Regions from separate parts of the Pan troglodytes genome. Here region 1 is linked to region 2. Evidence: chromatin contacts called from public HiChIP or PLAC-seq data. All regions are on one chromosome and are shown on one strand. Each heading gives the region's core, a stretch centred on a gene start, on an enhancer-like site or on the middle of the called end of the contact. The rest is flanking DNA. Distances are from core to core; before and after follow the strand shown. Region 1 holds the start of NYNRIN (NYN domain and retroviral integrase containing). Region 2 holds the start of ADCY4 (adenylate cyclase 4).

Region 1 (6,444 bases), core at 26-2,525, 63 kb before region 2:
ACCCATCTCCAAGGGCTGGGAATCTGGGAAGAGGGCTGCACCCCACTCTGAACCCCTGCAAGAAGCTGAGTGGCATCAAGAGTGTGGGGCAGGGAGCCCAGAGCCCTGGGTTCTGGTCCAACCCCCACCACCTCACCTACCTGCCTCTGAGCACTCAGCCAGGCCCCTTACCCTCTCTGGCCACCAGTACCTCATCTGTAAAATGCCAGTATCACTCTAGAAGCATCTCTAAAGGCCCCTCCAGTCCTAGTACTCAGAGGCTCCAAGGGGCAGCCCAGGATTTAAGGAGACTTAAAAGGAGACAGAAGGACCTGGGCCTTTCAGTCTTGGTGGAGAACAAAGAGGTGTGTTGCAGAGGCCACAGAAATACAGCGCCTTGAGTTGCTCCCCAGATGGAAAAGTGGGACTGCTGATGCTGGGGCCCTGGCCAGGGAAGTCTCATGGGGGACACACACCGAGGAGGTGCTCTCAGTGCACTTGAGGGACAGAGGTGACACGTAGGGAAGGGGTGGGGCAGGAAAGGAAGGAACCAGAGGGAAGAAGCGGGCATGGAAGGAGCGCAGGCTGATCTGGCGAGGCAGGAGGATGGCCCACTACCTGCCTGCCACACTGCCAAATCCAGGCGGGGGCAGGGTGGGTGGTGCCTCTGCGGACCACCATCTCCCCAGGGGAAGGGGAGAGAGTGATCTGGCTGGAAGAGATGGGTGGGGGTGGGGAGAAGCTGTTTACCTTGGCTTTGCCCATGTTCTCTCGGGGCCCCTCGAGCTGTAGCCAGAAGTAGGGGGTGTCCGGGCGGCTCTGGAAGGCGTTCAGCTTGACCCTAAAGATGCGCTGCACTTGCAGACGCTGCCGCTGCACCCGAGGCTTCGATTTTGTCTGCACCATGAACCATTCCTGCGCCGGAGGATCGCCCCCAGACAGGAGCATGGCTGCCCCGCCCGCTCCTGGAACGAAGAAGACGATAGTGTCACCCGGGTCTCGGTGCGGCAGGCGCCCCAGCCCCCAGCCCCAGGCGCCTAAGCCACGCCCCCTCCTCCCCGCGGCGCGCCCCCCGCACGGCCTCCTTCCTCCAGGCGGCGGGACCCACCCGGCACGGCTCGGGCGCCCGCCCTCTGGAGCTTGGTCCCCTTCGACCGCTGCTACCGCGACGAGCTCTTCCTGCCCGGGGTTGTAGCTAGGGGTGGGACCGGTCGGGCTCCTGCCGCCCTTCCCTCCGCCCCCAGCCTTCCCCCTCCAGCACTCCGCCAGCCCCTCCTGGATCAACTCTGTCTCCGTCTGCTGGATAGCTTAAAGGGGCGCGGAGAAGAGGGAGGGGGAGCCGGGGCGGGGAGGAGGGGGCGGGGAGGGTCCCGGAGGCCTCTGCCTTCCACCCAAGTTTTGGGCCCAGAGCCAGAATCCAGGGGTCAAAGTTAGTTTCCTTCCACGTTCCCCTCTTGCTAGTGGAAGGACGGGGAAGAGGAAGGAGGGGAGGATTGGTTTCCGGCACCCTTTTTTGAGATTTGGAACAAGGATCTCTCCCCTTTACCCCCACCTCCCCCCTACCCCCAACCGCCTCTCCCAGGCGTCCCAAGAGAACGGGGACCTCGGCCACTCCTTCCCTGGGAGGAAAGGGTTAAGGTAGAGTAGGGTGGGGAGCCCAGGGAGGCCGGGGCCTAAGGAAACTCTGGGCTGGAGACCAAGCAGGAAGGAAAGGGTAACAGCACTGACTCCCCACCCCCCACTGAAGTCTAGGGACAGCCTGGAGCTGGCGGGCAGCCCAGACCCTCCTGAAGCCCCCCAGGGCTGGAGGGGCGGGAGAGCTGCCAGAGTTTTCAGACTTGAGTTGTTTATGAAAGCCCTTTTTAGCACGTTTGAGTTATGCTGTGAGGGGAAGGAGATAGAGGGTCCGGGCAGTAATGTAACCTCCGAGGTCTCCTGCAACCCCTGACCAGTCAGCCAATTGGCATCAGTGGTCTGGGACTAACCCTGGGCTAGGGGACCACCTTCAACACCCAGGCTCTGCTCACATCCCCAGCACAAAGAACACCTTATACAGCCTTGGGCCTGAATAGAACCTGGCCCTGTGGAGGGCAGGGCCTATGTCTCGGCCTCAATGATCTTATTTTCCAGACTAAAACGAAGAGCCACAGTCTGATAGACACAAGTATACCTATGAGGTCAAAAGGCATCAGACTTTAAATTAGGCCTGCCCTGGAACATCTGGTCTGCAGGGTCGTCATGTGTTTGTGTGCAGGCAAGGGACCAGGAGCACCCCACTGCAAGGAAGGGGCCCAATTGGGGGCAGGGAGGGGCTCACGCTATTCCTGGTCTGGACTGGACTCAGCCCACCACACCCTACTTCATCCTACACACCTGATTCTTCTCCCTAGATTGGAATCCAGAAAAGGAAAAAATGATCTGTGTTACTTCTGGCTCCAAAGCCTTCTGCTCCACCCTGCCTGGTCCTCCTGTCCTGCCCCTCTCTAGTACCTTGAAGCAGAAGGCCTTTGGGCTGAATCTCCATCTCAGGCCTTCTTTCCACCTCTGACTGCTCTCCTTTTAGCAAAAGAGTCTCCTGCCTTATTGTGCTTCAGTTTCTCTTACAAAATAAGGTGAGAGCCACATAACCCTGCTCCCCACTCCTTCCCTGAATGAATACTTAACTCTTACTGCCCTCCTCTATCAGACCATGAACCCCAAGCATGGTGATCATCTTCATGGAGAACTCCTGGGTTTAATTCTATGTTCAAAGAGGCCATGTTGAGGGTCAGAAGAGGTCAATCTTAGGAATCAAGTTATGTATAAATGGATAAAAGCAGACAATTTATTTAAACTGTTGTGTCCCTATTTCTTTAGCTCATGAAAATTGGGATAATAATACACACAGCGGAGGGTAGAAATCAGACTACATGTAAAGCGCCAGGTACAGTGCTTAGCACAGAGTAGATACCCAATGTATGTTAATTCCCCATTTCAAGAGCTTGTCTCTTCTCCCCCACCTCAGTTCTGGCCAATGTGTCACCACACCTTCCTAGAAATCCTCTCCTCACCCTTCCTACTAACCCATTCCCCAGCTCCTGCCTCTCCCGGAGGTAGAGATTTTGTTAGCTAGCCTGGTTTTAATCCCAGCTATGCTCAGTTCTGGATGAGTTACATGAGTTAATGTGGACTCAGGCAGGTCCCTAAGTCCCTTGAACTCCATGGGCTTCCTCATCTAAATTCATTCATAGGACCAAATTCATTCGCTTATTCAACAAATTTAACACGTATTCACTGAGTGTCTACTATGAGCCATGCCCTAAGAGTATGGCATTGAGTAAGATGGAGATCTCCCTGCCCCCATGGAATACAGGAGGAAGAAGAAAGAAAGAGTATGATTTCAGAGAAGGGGAACTACTCTCCTGGAAATAAGACAAGGTACCGTGATGGAGAATGACTCCATGGGGCCTCTCTGCTGATGGGGATATTTCAACTAGAGGGAGAGCAAGAATATGGGCACTGAGATGGCAACCAAGCTAAGCTCTTAGCAGTTCTTGATCCAAGGCTCTCCCTATCTCAAATACATTCAGTGATTCCTTGCCTACAATATTAGGTTAAAACTGGTTTGATGTGTTGGAGGCCTTCTGCAACCTGGCCCTCATTTACTTTCCTAACCTTGTATAAAAGGATCCCAGCTCAAGTGTAAGTAGAATTCGATATGTCTAGGCATGTCTGGCAACAGGGGAGCACACCCTGTCACGAGTCTGTTTGCATGAGGAATGAGAAACCTCCAAGAAGAAAGCTCATCTTGATTAAAGGAAGGGCCTGCCCTGTGAGCTTGACAGAGTAATAGATCCTTATCCCTCCAAGGCTCCAGAGAGAGAGGCAGTTCTGGCACTCAAGTACCTGGCCCAGATCCACACCTATCCAAGTTCCAGAGATGGGGCAGGGAGCCCTGGAACCCAGGCAGCCCTGCTTGGGATCTTTGTGTAGGAGTAACCCAGAGAGGAGACAGGCTTCTTCCCGACTTTGCCATAGTCCCTGAGCAACTTGCATTCCTTCAGAGCCACAAAGCAGAAGTGCCCTCCCAGAGGCATTTGGAATGGTCAGGACTTAAGGTGGCTCCAAATGAGCACTGAGGGCTAGAGTCAAGGAAACCAGAGTTACTCTCTCTGTGTCACACAATGTGGTCCCCAGAGTGGTCAGGATCTCAGCAGGAAACACGGTACTCGCAAAAGTGATGACTGAAGGAAATTTAAAGAATGGCTCTTTTATGGGGATTTGAGTGGGGTTATGGAAAACCCGTAAGAGACTGGTGCAGTTCTTGAGGGCTAAAACCGGTAAGAGACTGGTGCAGTTCTTGAGGGCTAGGTATCAGCAGGAAGCTGTTACCACCAGTAGGCCTGAAAGGGAAAAGGCAGAAGTGGTTACTGCCACCAACCACTGGGCAAGAGCTGGAGCCATAGGCCACAAGACAGAAGCTATGGGCCTGGGTAAAGATCACAGCCACCAGCAGGCTGCCACCCAGCAGGGAGGGAGCCACCTTCCTGTGGCTTGCGAATGCCCAGCACTGGACAAACCCAACCAGAAGCCAAATGGCAAGGCTGTGGAAGGCTAAGCCATCCCTTGAGGTCAACCTCCTGAACACAGGGCAGGATAGAGAAGAGTGAAGGGTACACAGAGAATATTCAGCACACTCTATCTCTTAACACCTACAGGCTGGGGAGGCTTAAGGAAACTAAGTTATACTAATTTTCCCCTACTCTTCCCCTCATAAACACCCTGTCTTAGGAACAGAAATGAATAATCCTGTGCTCCCATTCAGAACACAGGACTCAAGAGTCAAAGACTTGGGTTCAAATCCCAGCTCTGCAACTGTACCGGTTTCCTAGGCTGCTGTCATAAATTACCACAAACTGAGTGGCTTAAAATAAGAGAAATTTATTCTCGCCCAGTTCTGGAGGATAGAGGTCCCAAAATGTTAAAGGTAATGTGAACAACTGGTGCATAAATAAACTGTTCTTTGGAACAGACTAAAAATCTAGAAAATAAGACCAACTATATACTGAAATTTAGTATATGGCCAAGATCGTTTTTGTCTTTGTTTTTTGCCAGGAGGTATTCTCCTCTAATCAAGTTAGTTTTTTAATCAGTGGAGATAAGATGTATTTTTAATAAATGATCTTGGGACAATAAGGTAGCCTTCTGAGATAAAATAAAATATTCATACCTAACACCACACAGAAAAACAAATTTCTGAAAGATCAAACACTTAAATAATAAAAATGAAATCATAAAAGTACTACAACAAACCATGGAAGAATTTTTATATTATTACATTTGGGAGAGGCAGGCCTTTCTAAGAATGATACCCATATCAGAAGTCATTTTAAAACTGTTTAATACTTTTAGTTACATAAATATAGAATTATTTCCCATGGAAACATAAACACCGTAAACAGAGTCAACAGACACATGAAAAGCTAGGAGAATATATTTGCCAATTATACCATAGATCAAGGGCTAATTTCCTAAGTATTTAAACAACTCTTACAAATAAAGAAGAAAAAGATTAACCCATAGAAAAATGGACAAAGTATAAAAACAGTCCACAAAAGGGGACCTCTGTATGGTTCTTAAAATATAAAAGCATGTGCCACTGCACTTTTAATAAGAGAAATGCAGATTAAAACTACAGCAAAGTACTATTTTTTTAACCTACAGAGGTAAAAAAAAAAAAAAAAAATTGCTGCAAGAATCAGCAACGTTTGCTAACACACAGTCTTGCCCACTCTCACACCCTGCTGGCATGTTCTCACAACCTCCAAGGATAGCAACTGACAATATCTATCAAAATTTTAACTAGACATACTCTGTGACCCAGCAGTCACACTTCTGAGAATGTGTTTTACAGATATATTCTCACAAATGCTAAATATCCATTTGAGCAAGGATATTCTTTGCAGCATTATTCACTATGGCAGGTTGGAAATGATCTAAATGTGGATGTTCATAAAATAGAATACTATCATTCAAAAGAATTGGGGGGGGGGGAGCGGGTAGAATTAGGCACCTCTATTTGTCCTAATATGGGACTATCTCCAAGACATGTAAAGGTAAACTTGAAGCCAACTGCAAGGAAGGACTGCTGGAGGGAACTCTCTGCTGCTGGCTGCCCCCATTCATACCACAGCACCCACACCCCCAGGCACAGTGTCTGCTAAGGAAGCTAAAGCTTCAGGTCACTTGCAGAGGCCCCTGCCAAGGCCCTGGGAGGGGACCCAGCAGTGTGTTCACATGGTCCTGTGTTTTTGTAGAATTCGCAAAAGATATTTTAATCACAGTTGTTCAAGATGACAGTGTCTTTCTCTTCCAACTTCCGCTCTGTCACATATCACCTTGTGTGAAGTGACACTGGAGCAGCCACAGGCTTTTCTGGGACCTAGCTGTGGGAAGGTAGGTTAGAGACACATTCACTGTGGGTTC
Region 2 (5,944 bases), core at 680-3,179:
ACTTGGGGCTGAGAGGAGTGCAGTGGGAGTGCCAGGCTCCAGGGCAGAACTGGATGCTCTGTGCTGTTTGCAGGGGGCTGAGAGACAAGGCATGAACTGGTCCTGCAGGACCCCGGAGCCAAATCCAGTAACAGGTACCCATTCTCTACCTCTTTCTTTTCCCTGTTCAATTCTTCCACCGGACTCCTCCTCCAGACCTATATCTAGATTCAGGGTACTTTGTGGAGGGGAGGGGAGAAGATGATCTAACTCAACCTTCTCATTTCATAAATGGGAAAACCGACTCCCCCTGAGAAAGGAGCCCTCTGAGGTCACACAACAAAGCTTGGATTTGTCCCTGAATTTTCTAACTTTCCACAACACCAGCTCTGTGAGCCCCCTAAGTTCCATTGTTTCAGCAGTCCAGAGGACCTCCCAGCAAAAAAGATCAGGGTCTCAAATGTCAATTGCCACTCTCTAGAGCTTCTGCTAACCCAATTCTGGAGAGGAGCTCTGAGGGGAGGAGCACAGGGCACACCTTGACACAGCCACTGACAAGTGGAGACTTCATACTCCCCACCCACCCCCAACTTGGCCTTTCTGACAGCTAAACCCTCCTGCCACCATCACTATTTCTCTTAAAGGGCGACCGCTCGTTAACATATACAACTGCTCTGGGGTGCAAGTTGGAGACAACAACTACTTGACTATGCAACAGACAACTGCCTTGCCCACATGGGGCCTGGCACCTTCGGGCAAGGGGAGGGGCTTGCAGCACCCCCCACCAGTAGGTTCGCAAGAAGGCCCTAAAGATCCTGAAGCCTGGAGCAGGCCACAGGGTTGGTATAATCATAGTGGGAAATAAAGCACTTTCCAAGCTTGCCTCCAAGAGTTACGAGTTAAGGAAGAGTGCCACTCCTTGAGGCCCCTGACTTCCTTCTAGGGCAGTCTGGCCTGCCCACAAACTGACTTTGTGACCTGTCCCCCAGGAGTCAATAAACATGATGGAATGCTAGTCAGTCTGAGCTCAGCCAGGGGCAGGGAGGGACTGGGATGGGGGTGGGAGCTGCCAGTGAGGGATAGGGAGGCACCACAGCTCTGCTATGGCAGGAAGCGGGGATGCTGGGGGCTGGGAGTGGGCAATGGCCTGGCACACAAGGTCAGGGCACAGCTGGCTACAACAGGAAGGAATCCTAGAGGCCTGGTTCCCCAGACCACTCTCTAATCTCAGGGCAGTGCTTCCTCTAAAGCCTAGGATGGCAACCCCACCCTAACCCTAAAACTCTGGGGATAGAGGCTGTGGTTCCTTTTCTTCTGGGCTCTCAAGACTCACTTGCAGGGCTCTGGGGAGGGATGAGTTGATGTGAAAGATCACAGACCTGGCCCCGCACGGTGCCCCCAGGCTCTTAGAGATCATGACGCCACATACCTGCCTCCACCACACACTCAGGTTGCTTCCTAGACATTGCTTCCCTTTTGATTCCCAGTTGCTGTTCGAGAGTGGAAAGCTATGACTCCTAAAGCTATACACAGGCGCAACCCCTCCCACGGAGCATGAACAGTTCAAACCCGGTGGTAGTGGTTGCCAGCCAAGCAGAGACGTCAGGAGAATGAGCGCCCCCAACTCTGACCTAGATCCCCACCAGGACCCACATTCTTCCCTACATTCTCGCCAGGCTTCAGCCCCCCGCCCTCGGTCTCCCCACTACCAAACGTTCACCTCCATTTGGACACATCCCATTGGGTCCACCCCAGCCCACCCCTTCGCATCTCTCCCAGGGTCCACATTGCCCTTCCCTGAAGGGGCTGAAGCGGGGAGGCGATGGTGTTAGGAGAGACAAAACCAAGTGCGGGAGGAGACCAGGGGAGTCCGGCTTTGGCACAGGAAGGGGCCGGGCTGTCCCGTCGGGGAAGTGGGAGGGGGCCGCGGCGCCGGGAGGGAAGCGCCTGTCGCCCGGGACTCTGAGCCGGAGCGCAGCGGCGAGCGTGACTCCGCCATCAGGTCCCCGGCTCCCTCCCCGGACCTAGCCCACTCCGCTGCGCCAGCGCCGCGGGCAGTGAGTTCGGGGATCAGGGGAACCCGGGGCTCCCTCGCACCAACCCCAAATCCTGCCCTCCTGGCGATGAGGCTTTTCTAGGGCACCTCTACAATCCGGGTATGAGGGAGGAGGAGGAAAGGACTGAGGGATCCCCTCATCGCCAGCTGGGAGCGGGCTGGGAGGCCGCAGGGAGGGCCTGAAAAAGGAGACGGGATTGCCACGAGGTTGGGGGCGCGGGGTGGTAGCGGCTTGGAGCGGGTGAGAAAAGCTCAGGTGGGGCCCGCCGGGCCGAAGGAGGTAACCCGGCGCCCGGCCCTAGCCAGCCCCGGGGCTCGGGGCTGGGGAGATCATGGCCCGCCTCTTCAGCCCCCGGCCGCCCCCCAGCGAAGACCTCTTCTACGAGACCTACTACAGCCTGAGCCAGCAGTACCCGCTGCTGCTGCTGCTGCTGGGGATCGTGCTCTGTGCGCTCGCGGCGCTGCTCGCCGTGGCCTGGGCCAGCGGCAGGGTGAGCCGGGCCTCTGCTGCGGGAGGGTCTCTACCTGGGGAGCATTTTCGGGGTTGGGGTTTGTGGGGTCTTCTTTTCGATGTGTTTTCGTTGCTGGGAGCAGAGAAAGAAAGGACCATTGAGCCTGGCTAGGAACTGCAGTGACCCTGGGCAAGTCACTCTACCCTTCTGGGTCTGCTCAGGGAAAAAGCTGAGTCCTGGATGCTTCTCATTTCGGTCCGGGTTCTGACAGACTTTATGAACATCCGTGGTCTACGGGTTCTACAATAAATCCATCACCGGATTTTCCAGTTTTCCAAAGGGGAAATTCTAGGAGGCCCCTGGGGAATTCATTTCCTGCCTTTCTCTCCCTCTTAGGGGATGTAGGGCAGTTGTACCCACAGACTCCCAGAAGGCACCCTCCACCGGGCTCTCACTGAGTCCCAAAGTAAACCCAGGTCCAGTTTCTGTTTGGGGAGGAAGAAGGTCTTCAATCCAATTCTAGAAATGGCCTGCCCCGGGTTTTCTTTTCACTGCTTGGAGGCAAGGTGGGAAAATCACCGGGCGCGGCCAATCCTTGCTGGTCCACGCCTAAATCCGGGAAGAGGTGGGGACAAAATGCTGGGACGGCTGTGCAGCTTCTGCTTGGAGTTGAGGCAGGTGGCGAGATCGCAGCCCTGGTGGCCAGGGAGGTGCGGGACGCCTCGGGTCCTGGCGCCCCCTGCTGCTCGAGCGCTGCCTCGCGCCGCCCTTCAAGCTGCCGGCCGCGGTCCCCGGCTCCGGGAATCTCCCGAGCAAATTGGCCAGATTTGGAGACATTCATTCCGAAGTGCCTCCTTGTGAGCTTGGATCTATCTTTCACTTGCTTCATGAGGCTTTGGTTCCCGTTTGACAGATAAGAAAACTGAGGCTCAGAAACAAATAGGGGATGGGAGCCAGATCTTCTGGGTAGCTGTCCCAGCAAGATAATAGGTTGGACAACAGGAGGCTGGGCGCTGTGGCTCACGCCTGTAATCCCAGCACTTTGGGAGGCCGAGGCGGGAGATCGTTTGAGCCCAGGAGCTCGAGACCAGCCTGGGCAACTTGGCGAGACCCTGTCTTCTACTAAAAATACAAAAAAAAAAAAAAAAATTAGCTGGGCGTGGTGGCGGGAGCCTGTAATCCCAGCTACTCGGGAGGCTGAGGCATGAGAATCACTTGAACCCGGGAGGCAGAGGTTGCAGTAAGCCGAGATCGCGCCACTGAACTCCAGCCTGGGCGACAGAGCAAGACTCTGTCTCAAAAAACCAACCAACCAACCAACAAAAACCATACGAGATTGCTGAGTCTAGATAAAAGCAGTAGGACACAAGCAATTTCAAATGGTTCAACCTAAAGTGAATGGCAAGCGGAGGTGCCTTGCCTCCTTTTCGTACTTAGGCTTGAGGCACCTTTCAGAACTGGGCTGAGGGGCTGGGCTGCCGGCTTTTCCTTTATCAGGTTCGTTCCTTCTCCCTGTCACAATCTTGCCTCACACACCCCTGCCCACAGGAGCTGACCTCAGACCCGAGCTTCCTGACCACTGTGCTGTGCGCGCTGGGCGGCTTCTCGCTGCTGCTGGGCCTCGCTTCCCGGGAGCAGCGACTGCAGCGCTGGACGCGTCCCCTGTCCGGCTTGGTATGGGTCGCGCTGCTAGCGCTAGGCCACGCCTTCCTGTTCACCGGGGGCGTGGTGAGCGCCTGGGACCAGGTGAGAGGGGCGGCAGGCGGGGCAGCGGGGACGGCCCGGGCTTCGATCCCTCACCAGGCCTTGAATAGCCCCACTTGGGCCTTCGGCTTCCCGCGCCCCGCCCCCAGGTGTCCTATTTTCTCTTCGTCATCTTCACGGCGTATGCCATGCTGCCCTTGGGCATGCGGGACGCCGCCGTCGCGGGCCTCGCCTCCTCACTCTCGCATCTGCTGGTCCTCGGGCTGTATCTTGGGCCACAGCCGGACTCACGGCCTGCACTGCTGCCGCAGGTGAGCACGCAAGTAGCACAGGCTGCGCTCAGGACGGCTCTGCCACGTGCTAGTAGGCTCCTTTTGTGGGGGTTGTTGAGCTGTGACTCCAAGGCAAGGTGCAACGCTGGGCGCAGGATACCCAACCGTGCTTTCGCAGAGCTGGTACAACAGTGTGATGCAGTGCCTGCTGTTACCAGAAGAGGGATCCAGGCCACACGGAAGGGAGTCGTGTCGTGGTTTACCCCGGGGACAACAGATGTGGTTAATGAAACCTTGACAGAGAATGAAAAAAAACGTTTTGTGCGATGGGAGTGGGTAGCGACAGTGGAGTGGTATTCCAAGCACAAGAAACCTACCTGCAAAGGTTTCCAGAACTAAGAGGTCGTGTTGGTGAAGCAGCCGAGAGTCTGGAGCAGGGAGCATCTGGGAAGGGAAACGCCCCTAGGGATGCCACAGTGTGGCACCACTTGTCCCACAATAGTTAGGTCCCTCACTGTAAAGCCCAGTCTTCCCCAGCCAGTCTTTGAGACCAACTCCAACTACACACGACAAGCACCCGGGTCCCGCGCCCTCTGAGGCTGGCCTTCACCCACAGTTGGCAGCAAACGCAGTGCTGTTCCTGTGCGGGAACGTGGCAGGAGTGTACCACAAGGCGCTGATGGAGCGCGCCCTGCGGGCCACGTTCCGGGAGGCACTCAGCTCCCTGCACTCACGCCGGCGGCTGGACACCGAGAAGAAACACCAGGTCAGCCGGGCCTGGGAAGGTCAGACCAGCGCTCCGAGGGAGGAGTTGCTTAGATTACATAACGGGGCTCCTCCACAAGTTGAGTGACTCTGGGCAGGTTTCTTGACCTGTTTCCTCTTTTGTATAAAATGCGGGTATTGCCCATCTTAGAAGGTTGTGAGGCTCAAACAAACCAAAGCTTATAAAAAGCACTTTAGAGCATTATGATATTAAGTGAACTCCCATTCAGGTGTTGATACTGGGAGTTTAGTCACTAAAGGTGATCAGTGCAGGATGGAGTGCTGGGGCCCTGCTGTGTGCAGCGGGAGGACCTGGGGGAGCACCCTGGGGAGCATCTAGGATGGGCAGTGTGGGCTCCTGAGTGATTTGGGGGACAGGGCCTCCTGGCTTTAGGGTGCAGAAGAGTTGGTGTTCATAGTGACCTCTTCCAGGAACACCTTCTCTTGTCCATCCTTCCTGCCTACCTGGCCCGAGAGATGAAGGCAGAGATCATGGCACGGCTGCAGGCAGGACAGGGGTCACGGCCAGAGAGCACTAACAATTTCCACAGCCTCTATGTCAAGAGGCACCAGGGAGTCAGGTATGAGGAAGAATGGCTGGAGGGGAGGGGCCTGTGGGCTAAGACCCTGGCCCTGCTGACACAGTCTGCCCTATGCAGCGTGCTGTATGCTGACATCGTGGGCTTCACACGGCTGGCCAGCGAGTGTTCCCCTAA

The links. HiChIP or PLAC-seq counts read pairs in DNA pulled down with a chosen protein or histone mark.
Region 1: an H3K4me3 HiChIP or PLAC-seq map of stem cell-derived excitatory neurons shows a contact between it and region 2, with 5 times the contacts expected there. The contact joins the promoter of NYNRIN here to the promoter of ADCY4 in region 2. A contact is called at or near these places in 1 of 7 Hi-C or Micro-C datasets (a lymphoblastoid cell line) and 1 of 1 datasets of contacts at active chromatin or transcription factors (stem cell-derived excitatory neurons).

Annotation. Positions count from the first base shown.
Region 1 is chr15:22,689,208-22,695,651 of NHGRI_mPanTro3-v2.0_pri, reverse strand. It overlaps NYNRIN (NYN domain and retroviral integrase containing), which reads right to left and starts at 1,275. Exons shown (of 9, transcript XM_016925935.4): 1 at 1,088-1,275; 2 at 730-944. The coding sequence starts at 927.
Region 2 is chr15:22,627,015-22,632,958 of NHGRI_mPanTro3-v2.0_pri, reverse strand. ADCY4 (adenylate cyclase 4) reads left to right here and starts at 1,929. Exons shown (of 26, transcript XM_063793240.1): 1 at 1,929-2,135; 2 at 2,338-2,526; 3 at 4,036-4,233; 4 at 4,341-4,502; 5 at 5,080-5,229; 6 at 5,661-5,809; 7 at 5,888-5,944. The coding sequence starts at 2,368. It overlaps RIPK3 (receptor interacting serine/threonine kinase 3), which reads left to right. Exons shown (of 11, transcript XM_063793265.1): 9 at 74-134; 10 at 624-818; 11 at 1,467-1,649. The coding sequence ends at 1,537.